Regions from separate parts of the Oryctolagus cuniculus genome. Here region 1 is linked to region 2. A link is a contact called in public Hi-C data. All regions are on one chromosome and are shown on one strand. The core of a region is the stretch at or near the end of the contact, and the rest is flanking DNA. Distances in the headings are between cores, read along the strand shown. Region 1 holds the start of SIPA1L3 (signal induced proliferation associated 1 like 3). Region 2 overlaps SIPA1L3 (signal induced proliferation associated 1 like 3).

Region 1 (4,988 bases), core at 1,420-3,919, 63 kb after region 2:
ACTGCAATGTCTGCAAAAACAGGCTCACGTTAAACTCTTAGACTATTCCAGCCTCCTAAAAACCATGTGCTGTTGTCACTAACAATTGAGACCAACCAATAGTTGTGGTTTTTTTTTAAAGACACTGCTTTAGTTCCTCGGATTTAAAACACACACACACACACACACACACACACACACACACAGGGGGAAAAAAAAAGAAAAACCTTAAATTTGGCGGCCATCACAGATTTGCTTGAAACCACAGGTTTCCATCATCAGACAAAATCACAATGACAGGTTTCTGAGCACAGATTCAACCTAATGGAGGCCTAATAAATCCTCTTCCCAGCCTGTTCTCAGCTGTGTGCGCCTGCCTCCTGAAACGCCTGGGATGGCCATCTTCCCGTACAGGATATTCGAACCCGCTGACACAGTATAATTTTTCAGAAAGAAATTAACCACTCAGCCCATCTTTACCAGGCTAAAACTGTAGCAACGGGTCCCCTGGAAGCCAGGCCTTTCTGCCGCATCTGTGGCCTTGCATGTGTGCTCTTCTCTGCCCCTGGTTAATGCACATGCTACTTATGGTTGCCTATGTTAATCCTTGGCAATTTAAGAGAAACAACTCAAGCTTATCTGAAAAGGCCACTCCAGGAGCTGAGGGGCATTTTTCCCTGCTGTCATAATCGAGACCAATATAGGCCAATGAAATGGCTATTCCATCCTTCTTGCCACTCAACTGGATGTGGGAAGGCTGGGGAAGAAGAGCAACTTCCTAATTTCTGGTCTGGGCAACCTGCTCAGTGTTGGCCCACTTGCTAAGATGGTGACTACTAGGTGTGGCGGCGGAGGGGAGTTCAGCTTGGGTATGTTCAGTGTGCAGTGCCCCAAGGATAGCCATCTAGGGCACAGAGGAAGTACAGTCTCCGCATCTCGAGATGGAACCCAGGGGGCTGGTGTGGCTGAGACACACAGGGACTGGCAGCACTGGGACAGAGACAGCACTGCAATGAATGAACATCCTGGTGTGGAAGGGACGGGGCGTGGGGCTGGGGGTGGGGGGCTGACAGCAGGTCAGCATCTCCTCTCCTTGGGCCCTTCCACTGTTCCCAAATTTAACTGGTGATGAGTAAGAATTGGGGGAGGGGGCAACATTAACCTTGTCCCCACTGGGCACTGTAGGTGCAAACAGAAGCAGAAAAAGGCCCATCACACAAAGGCACACTTACAACATTTCAAAAATTACCCGGTGTCAGGCCCGTGCTCAGTGCTAAACAAGAACGACCTCCTGGAATCATCCAAACAACGCTGGCATGCAAGTCCTCCGACTACCATTTCACAGATGGGGACACTGAGGTTGGGAGCAAACGTGTGGGGGAGCTCAGGGCTGTCACGTCCCAGCCCACGGTCAGGCAGAGCCTGGGCCAGATGGAGAATACCACAGAACGATCGCAATGCCCCTACAGAAGAGCTGCCTCTGGAGTAGGAACACAATCCCGGCAAATCCCACAACCTTCCGAGGGTGATGCGTTATCTCATTTTATAAATGAGGAACTTCAGGCTGCAGGAGGGGAAGCCAAAGGGACCAGTTGAGTCCGGTCCTTTGGGGACACCAAGACTCCAACCAGCGTTCCACCCGCGGAGGGTCTGCGGGGCGCCGGGAAAACGCGGAATAAATTGTACCATTTGCTGAGCGCTATTATGCCCGCTGCTGTGCTCAGCACTTTACACGTAGTCTCCTCACTACATCCTCCGAGCACGCTGCGGTGGCTGCTATTTTAAAGCCCCTATGTTACAGAGGCAGAGAAAGCGAGGCACAGAGAAGTGCAGTCAGCTGCGCAGGGTCACACAGCTGCTAAATGCCAGAGCCTAAATTTGAACTGGGTCTCTGCCTCCCAAACCAAAGCTCTGTCGACTCAGGCAGCTACCCTGCAGTGAGTGCTAACTACGAACTTGGCTCTTTACAATACACACGGCTCACCTAACCGTCCACCCTATGCAATCGGTATCGTCACCCCCTTTCTCCGGGAGCTGACAATAAAGCCAACCCATAATAAGTGCCTTGTATGTGCCATATGCTCTGTCGGATCTCCACATTTCAACAGAATCCCAGGCAGAAGACCATCACTCTCCTTCCCCGTTTTAGCAAAGGGAAAACTGAGGTTCAGCGCGGTCGCAGCTCCCGAGCAGCAGAGCCGGGATGCGAACCCACCGCCCCCTGACTCCAGGCTCTTCCCTGCGGCGCCAGGTTGCACGTCTGGAAAGTTGAGCCATAGGGGCACTAGTCCGGCCGGGTCCGGAGGGCGTGAATCCCGGCGCCGCCGCCCCCCAACACCCGGTACCCACACCCGGCCGTCCGCCTGGTCGCCCGCCCGCGCTGACCCTCAGGGTCCAAGCAGCCACCTATTCCTCGCCACCCTTTCGCGAGGCCGCTCCAGCACCTGGAGCCACATACCTGGGCGTCCCCGCTGCGTGCCCTGCGGGCCTCACAACCGCGGCGTCCGGCCCCGCGCTGCTCGCTGGAGACGCCGCCAGCTCCGGTGGCCCGAGTGACTTCCAGGCTGCCCACTTCCAAGCCGCTTCGCGCGAAGCCTCCTGGGAACTGTAGTTTCGCCCTCAGAGGCCGCGAATTGAACAGCGCCTGGTGCGCAAGTGCTGCCGGGAGTTGTAGGCGTACCACCGCACCGCCTTCTGGGAACGGTAGTCTGTCGCCTTCCTTGCCGCTCCAGAGCACTTCCGCAGCCCCGAGGGGCGTGAGGAATGGGGGCGTGTCTTGTGCAGGCTCCAGTCCAGGAACCTGGCTCCTCACGCCACCGGGGTGGTTTCTCCTTTTTCCTCTCCGTCTCTTTCCTTCTTTAGGTAGGCCTTCTCCCTTCCTCTCTGTGAGTTAGTTACCCCGAGAGCAAGAGCCTCGGGAGAGACGGGGGTAGCAGAGCAGTGCGGTCGATTCCCCGCGGAGAAGAGCGGCAGAGGGCGTCGATGCGCGTTCATGCACGCGCGCTCGCCAGCCGACTCCGGCCTAAATTTCCGCGGGCCCCCACGGGAAAGGCTTTTTTTTTTTTCCTTTCTTTCGAACGCTCGCGCGCGCTTGGCGGGGTCTCGCGCCGGGCGCGCACGCGCGCTCGCTCCCGTCGTCTTGGTCAGTCGGCCCAGCGCGGCGTTGGGCGACTAACCGCTCTCTCGGAGTCGTTCCGCGGCATCCCCGAGGTAGCCTCTCAGGCACTCCCTCCAGGTCTGTTGCACGTAGGAGCTCCTGAGTGCCGCCTCGCACACTGCGCCCGGCTCTTGCGGGGAATCCGGCCGCAGGTAAACGGCGCGGCCCCGCCCACCCTCCGGCCCACGCGCGGGTCTGGGGCGCCCCCCGGCTGTGAAGGGAGCCGGGTCTGGTCGTCCTTGCCCTGCCGGGGCCACGGCAGAGCTCCGGCTTCCCCGGGAGCCCGAATCCCACGAGCAGGGCGTTCCTTCGCTGATCACACACTTGGAGGGTAACTAGTGCTTGCTGAGTACCTACAGCCAGGAAAGGGGATCCGGATTTATTCCACCTGCGGACACAAGTGTCCAGCTTTTTTTTTTTTTTTTTTTAATTGATGGATACTGCCATTCCTCCTCCATGAGGGTTACTGAGGAACTGACTGGAACTGCAAGGTTCTCTGGGCAGTACCCTTTCTGCTTCAGGCCACGTCTTCCAGGAAATAAGAAGCTGTGAAGCACACATTCCCTCTTCCTGGGCGAGGGGCAGCAGGTCATTCCTTTGCCCTCGTTTTCAACAAGCATGCATTAAGTCCCTGGCCTATGCCAAGTTGGGTGATTATTAAGACACAGGAGAGGCCGGCGCCGCGGCTCACTAGGCTAATCCTCCGCCTAGCGGCGCCGGCACACCGGGTTCTAGTCCCGGTCGGGGCGCCGGATTCTGTCCCGGTTGCCCCTCTTCCAGGCCAGCCCTCTGCTGTGGCCCGGGAGTGCAGTGGAGGATGGCCCAGGTGCTTGGGCCCTGCACCCCATGGGAGACCAGGAAAAGCACCTGGATCCTGGCTCCTGCCATCGGATCAGCGCGGTGCGCCGGTCGCATCGCGCTGGCCGCGGCAGCCATTGGAGGGTGAACCAACGGCAAAGGAAGACCTTTCTCTCTGTCTCTCTCTCTCTCACTGTCCACTCTGCCTGTCAAAAAAAATAAATAAATAAAAATAATAAAAAAAAAAGACACAGGAGAAATTAAACAGAGGGGGGTCCTAACGCTCGGAGGTTCTCAGTCCAGCAGGGTATCAGGCCCCCACTAGACAGCAATGAGCTGGAAGAGGCTATCTGGTAAAAATACAAGTCACATGAGCAGCTTTAGCGTTTAAACACACACAAAACAGGTGAAGTTAATTTTGATTATTTAACCCAAATACTCATCCATCCAAAATATTATTCCAAGCTATATTTATTTTTTTAAGTTGTTAAGCATTTGTATTCAGTGAGAGAAATGCATTGGAAAGTGAGGGCTTTAATTAGGGGAGAAAGAAGTGTAGAAGCTAAGTTGCAGTTGCGTCCATACCAGGTAGAGAGCAAGCCAGGAGCCACGTGGAGCGAGCATGCAGACAGGAAGCAGAGGCAGGGCTGGAGCCCAGAGGCGCGGTGCAACCAGGGGGCAACAAGAGTGCACAACAAGGACAACAAAAAGAGCAGGGCCCACCACGGGCCAGGCCTTTTATTCACTCCCCAAAGGGGAGTGGTTATGTAGTCTGGCAGGTGTGTGCATAGGTAGGGTCAGGTAGGGGCCTGAGATCACACAGGGGACATAGTGGAGGGCGTGGTCTTCTAGCTCACAAATCTAATCAATTTGATCCTATCTGCCTGCCTATATCATTCTCCCCCCCCCCCCAAACTCCAGACCTTAATCTTAACAGACGCTGAAGGGCATAAAATCATATCTTCTATAGCTGCTTCCTGCTTACTAGGGGCAAAGGCTCTGCCTGTCCTGGTCCGAAAGTCTCTGGTCTATTTTATCAAATAAATTTGCTTTA
Region 2 (4,737 bases), core at 914-3,413:
AAAATCTCACATCCTCTGTGTGGTGCACACAGACATTCACCAGGCCCCTGAGGCCTGTGATGAACCCCCCAGCGACATGTCAGGGAAGAGCTGACTCTTAAAGAAGCCCCGACCCCACCAGACAGCTGTGCAGCACGGTAGTCACAATCCACTTGTAGCCATTTGGCTGTAGGTTTATTCCCGGTCTCCAACCCTGGCCAGAACAGAGCTCCATGGAGGCAAACCTGATGTTCCACACCCCACAGGAGCTGCCACCAGCCACAGTCTCACAAATGTTAGCCCCATCACCGAAACTGTCTCATTTGCCACTTTCCCCTTAGATTCCCAAGGCAGGACTGACATGTAAGAGGCACCCAAATACGTAATCAGTGAATGGACTCAGGTTTCCGAACCTGTTTAATAAGAACACATACCACCTGCCAGACCTAAAAGAGACCCAAAGAAGCTCAATCCCAGCCCTCATGATCTAGTCCGCTTAGGCCGAGACATCAAGGTGTGGCTATAAAATGACTCAAGAGGCTGGTGCCGCGGCTCACTAGGCTAATCCTCCGCCTGTGGCGCCAGCACCCCGGATTCTAGTCCTGGTTGGGGCACTGGTCCTGTCCCGGTTGTTCTTCCAGTCCAGCTCTCTGCTGTGGCCTGGGAAGGCAGTGAAGGATGGCCCAAGTGCTTGGGCCCTGCACCCGCATGGGAGACCAGGAGGAAGCATCTGGCTCCTGGCTTCGGATCAGCGCAGCGCGCCGGCCATAGTGGCCATTTGGGGAGTGAACCAACAGAAGGAAGACCTTTCTCTCTGTCTCTCTCAATCTGCCTGTCAAAAAAAAAAAAAAAAAAAAAAAAGACTTAGAAATATGCTAAGGTTGGTTCAGCAACCAGAGGACTGGAGGGGGAAAAGAGACAGAAACACAAGTTGACCCCATTCCAGAACTCCACTGAGGAAATACTGGAGTAGGCGGCTCCCTGACCCTGCCGTACAGAACCTTGAACAAACTCTTGGGTAATGCCAGGCAAAAAAAAAAAAATCCAGGTGGGTGCTTCACACAGTTAGCTTTCCAAGCAACAGAGCCCCAATTCCTCTCTTCTCCAAAGGCCACAGCACCACACTGAGTGCGCCACTCTGACAAGCTGCATGACGCCTTAGGTGTAAGTTACAGAATTCCTCAGGGGGCAGGCCAGGCCAGGCCAGGCACGCATCTTGGGGCTGTCCTCGCCCGCGGACACCCTGAGCAGTGACTTTCTCGGTCAGAACCTCTACTTCTTCATCTGTAAAATGGAGCTCAAGACAGTACCTGCCTCATCAAGTCTGCAGGGCTCAGCAGAGGACGTAGAGGCCAGGCACAAAGAAGTACTTTAGCAATGGTTTACCCATTATGCATTCACCAAACATCAAGGGAGTGCGGATTCCACGGCAGACACTGTTCTAGGGGAAACGTGGAAAAGATTGAGTCTCTGATCTATTAGGGCTCGGGGAGGGGACATGACCAACAAATGTAGGTAAGAAGTAAAGGCCTTACTGGGAGGGTGACTTCTAAGCACAGGGAGACCTGAGGGAGCAGGAGCCAGCTCAGAGAACACGTAGGCTAGGGCAAGGGGCAGGGGAACACCCTGCACAAAGGCTGTGGAGAGCAAGTGTGCCTGGTGTGTTCTGGGGGACATTAAGAGGCCAACACGGAGGAGGTGGTGGAAACTGAAGGCAGAGAGGTGACGTGCACAGACCACGGTGCCCTGTGGCCCACGGAGAGGACTTGTCACTTTTCTCCTGATTAAGAAGGAGCCAGGATGCTGAGCAGGGGAGGGAAAGGATCTAACTCAGGTGCCCACAGCCTCCCCCTGGCTACCCAGGGTACAGGGCAGACTGTTGGCGTGTGGCAGGAACAGGGGGACAGTGAGAGGCTGCTGCCACAGTCCAAAGGCACAGGAGCAGAGACAGGACCACCGCCGGGAGGGAGGAAGTGGGTGAACTTGGAACAGTTTCCGAAAGAGATGGCATCACCAAGCTTGGACATTTCTCTGCTGTTACTAAGAGGAGAATCTACAGTGACTTCATTCTCCCAGCACAATTTATTATCCTTTCCCCACTTGCTCGTCCTGCCCCACCCACCATTTACAGGGCAGTAAAGGCCCTGGGCCAGTGGGTGTTAAACAGCAGCAAACAGGAGGCCCATCAGGGCTTATTTTCACCTCTGGAGCCCCGCCTAGAACCAACACAGCTGTGACTGTGGCTGTGGGGCCTCCAGGAAACCAGCTGGCCCAGGGAGTCCCAGGCACGTAAAGTTAAGGGCAGGTTTCAGCTGGGGGCAACTTTGCAATCCAGGTATTTCTGATTCTCACATGGAGGGAGGGAGGGGTGCTACTATTGGCTCTATAGGTAGGGGCCAGAGATGCTACTAACATCTCACAATGCACAAGACAACAGCCAACAACATAGAAGGTTCTGGCCTTCAAGGTCAGTAGGTCTAAGCTCTCACATTCTAATGGGCAATCAAGCAACAACACAGATCTGTGAGATTCTGCGCAGCTGGAAAGCAGGTTGCTAGGCCCAGGACTCTCAAAGTTGTTGCCTGGGGAGAAGCAGCACTTGGGGGCTCAATGGGAAAGCAGCCCCTCCTCAGACTTGCTCATCAGCATCTGTATCTTACTAAGACTCCACAGAGGATTCTCAGGGCCCCTCCCTCGCTGGAAACCCTGAAGGCGCATTAGGAAGCTATGAAAACAATCCCTCATCTGGGCCTTGGGACTTTCACACAGGAAGAGGGGGAAGGGGCAACCAGGCCTAGGCAGGTTTCTACATTCCCCACCTGATTCCACCTGCAGGCAGCCGGTGTGGAGATCACAGATGCTGCCCTGGAGGAGCCGGCAGAGCAGCCACCACTGCGGGGCTCCACAGTCTCCCATCCTGGACGACAAATATGCTGACAAGTCTCAGCTTCTTGACTTCAAATAGCCTGGCCCCCCTCAAGAAGCAGGGCTGCCTTCTGGCATCTAAACCTGGGCCTCCTGCCAGCCAGCAGGCTCCTAAGCAAGAACCAGGCTAGGCTGATGTGGGGAAACAGGAGTTAAATCCAAAAACATCTTAACTGTTCACAAGCAATGAAAGAGAAGCCCATCTCACTGTGGCTTAAGGTCAGAGGGCAACGTGCTTCGACGGCCTGTCCAACACACACTTTTCTGAGTTAAAGAACCATTATTCCCAGTAGGCAAGGCCCAGATAGGTCATTTGCCAGAGTGGTAAGGTGGGGAAAGCCGGTGCTGAAGCCCGAGTCGAAACCTGAGCCCGGACTTGGTGCTAGATACCATCAGGATCCAATCTCCTGGCCTCCCTCCCTCAGCCTCAAGTTTCCCGCCCTGTCTTTTTGATAGCCAATCAACCACTTACTAAAATTAGCTCACTGGACTGAGGGAGAGGTATAGCCAGCCCTCCAGGTTCTGACCACCTGACTCTGGAGAGCATTTGCTTGTCCAGTAGATAACACCTTGATGCTGGTATTGTCTCCAGGGTTTCTTTTCAGGAAATTCCAGGGCAGAAAGTAACTACCAGCTGCACACAGCCCCAAACCGAAGCCCGCTTGACCACCATAAAAACTCCCTAAAGAGCCCAGTATCTCTGAATGATCAAAGGCCCAGCAAAGCTGACTAACGAGAAACCTGGACACACATTGAACACATACCTCTCATCCCAACTTAAACCCGTGAGAACCGTCACCGCAGCCCCTTGGGGAGCCTGAGAATTGGGCAATGGCTGCTCAGCTCCTTGCTCTGTGCACTGTAATACACGCCTCCTTTCTCCCATGACCCCAGTGTCAGTGGGTGGCTTTCTGCATGCTGGGCAAGAGGACCCAGGTTTGGGTTCTTTTTCAACTCCAACCAGTTTAGGAGACTGTTTTCTTATCAGTCTGGGCTCCCAACTGCTGCTCTATTCCAGTTCTCCCTGTTGTTTTCTTACTTCTTAGACAAGAAAATAGATTTATCTGCCTCTCGGCTCATCCCCATGCAGCCCAATTGGTCTGGTTGGCTGTTTTCTGGGGATTCTCCAGGGCTGATAGAATTTAACTCAGCTGCTCTAGGAAGGAGAAACTGGACACAGAGCACCAAGCACCATGGATTTGCTTTGTATCATAGCACCACTGGGCCACCTCGGGAATAAAAGCATACAAATCCCTCCCACTCATGCTCACCTTGTACACACAACTCAAGCAGGCCAGTCACCTTTCCATTCCTCTAGTCTGCCCAGCTCATTCCTACCTCAGGGCCTTTGCACTTGCTTTTCTAGCAGACACTTTTTTTTGCACAAATGGCTCTTTCTCAAGCTTCAAGTTTTAGATCAAATGTCACCAGCTCAGATAGGACTCCCTTTATTCCCCTTTGTGGGGAGCAGCTCGGACTAGACTGAGTTACTGGAATTAAGACTTATTCTATGCATCTGCTCTCCCACTGTGGGGAGCAAACCGGACTAGACTGAGTTACTGGAATTAAGACTTATTCTATGCATCTGCTCTCCCACAATATGGCGCTGGGAGAGAAGTAAACAGCTTCCGCACAGCTGCCTCTCACCAACTTGACAAGCTGCAGGACTTGCTACTGATTGGAGGAGAGCAGCGTACTCGGCGTGTGGGCAGCCGAGTTGGGATTGGCGGAGGACTATAAAGGAGGAGAGAGACGGCATGCACCAGGAACATCTATGGGGAACATCTAGCTGAAGGAACACCTGTGCAGCCCCCCAGAGAACCGGCCGGCGGT

What was found. A called contact is a pair of places that touch in the nucleus more often than the background predicts.
Region 1: a contact with region 2 is called in a Hi-C map of embryonic fibroblasts, with 2.2 times the contacts expected there. The contact joins the promoter of SIPA1L3 here to the enhancer-like site in region 2. A contact is called at or near these places in 3 of 6 Hi-C or Micro-C datasets (ear pinna, embryonic fibroblasts and psoas muscle).

The regions. Positions count from the first base shown.
Region 1 is chr18:16,610,920-16,615,907 of mOryCun1.1, forward strand. SIPA1L3 (signal induced proliferation associated 1 like 3) reads right to left here and starts at 2,670. Exons shown (of 22, transcript XM_008257242.4): 1 at 2,438-2,670. WDR87 (WD repeat domain 87) reads left to right here and starts at 2,690. Exons shown (of 5, transcript XM_070062252.1): 1 at 2,690-3,288. The coding sequence starts at 2,962.
Region 2 is chr18:16,548,873-16,553,609 of mOryCun1.1, forward strand. All of the region lies in intron 1 of SIPA1L3 (signal induced proliferation associated 1 like 3), which reads right to left. Among named protein-coding and RNA genes, the nearest start is that of SIPA1L3, 62 kb to the right of the region's middle. Within about 2 kb of position 2,164, at least 1 of the 8 cell types and tissues checked has an H3K27ac peak or open chromatin away from gene starts, as enhancers often do. A contact at or near this core is called in ear pinna, where this site is marked.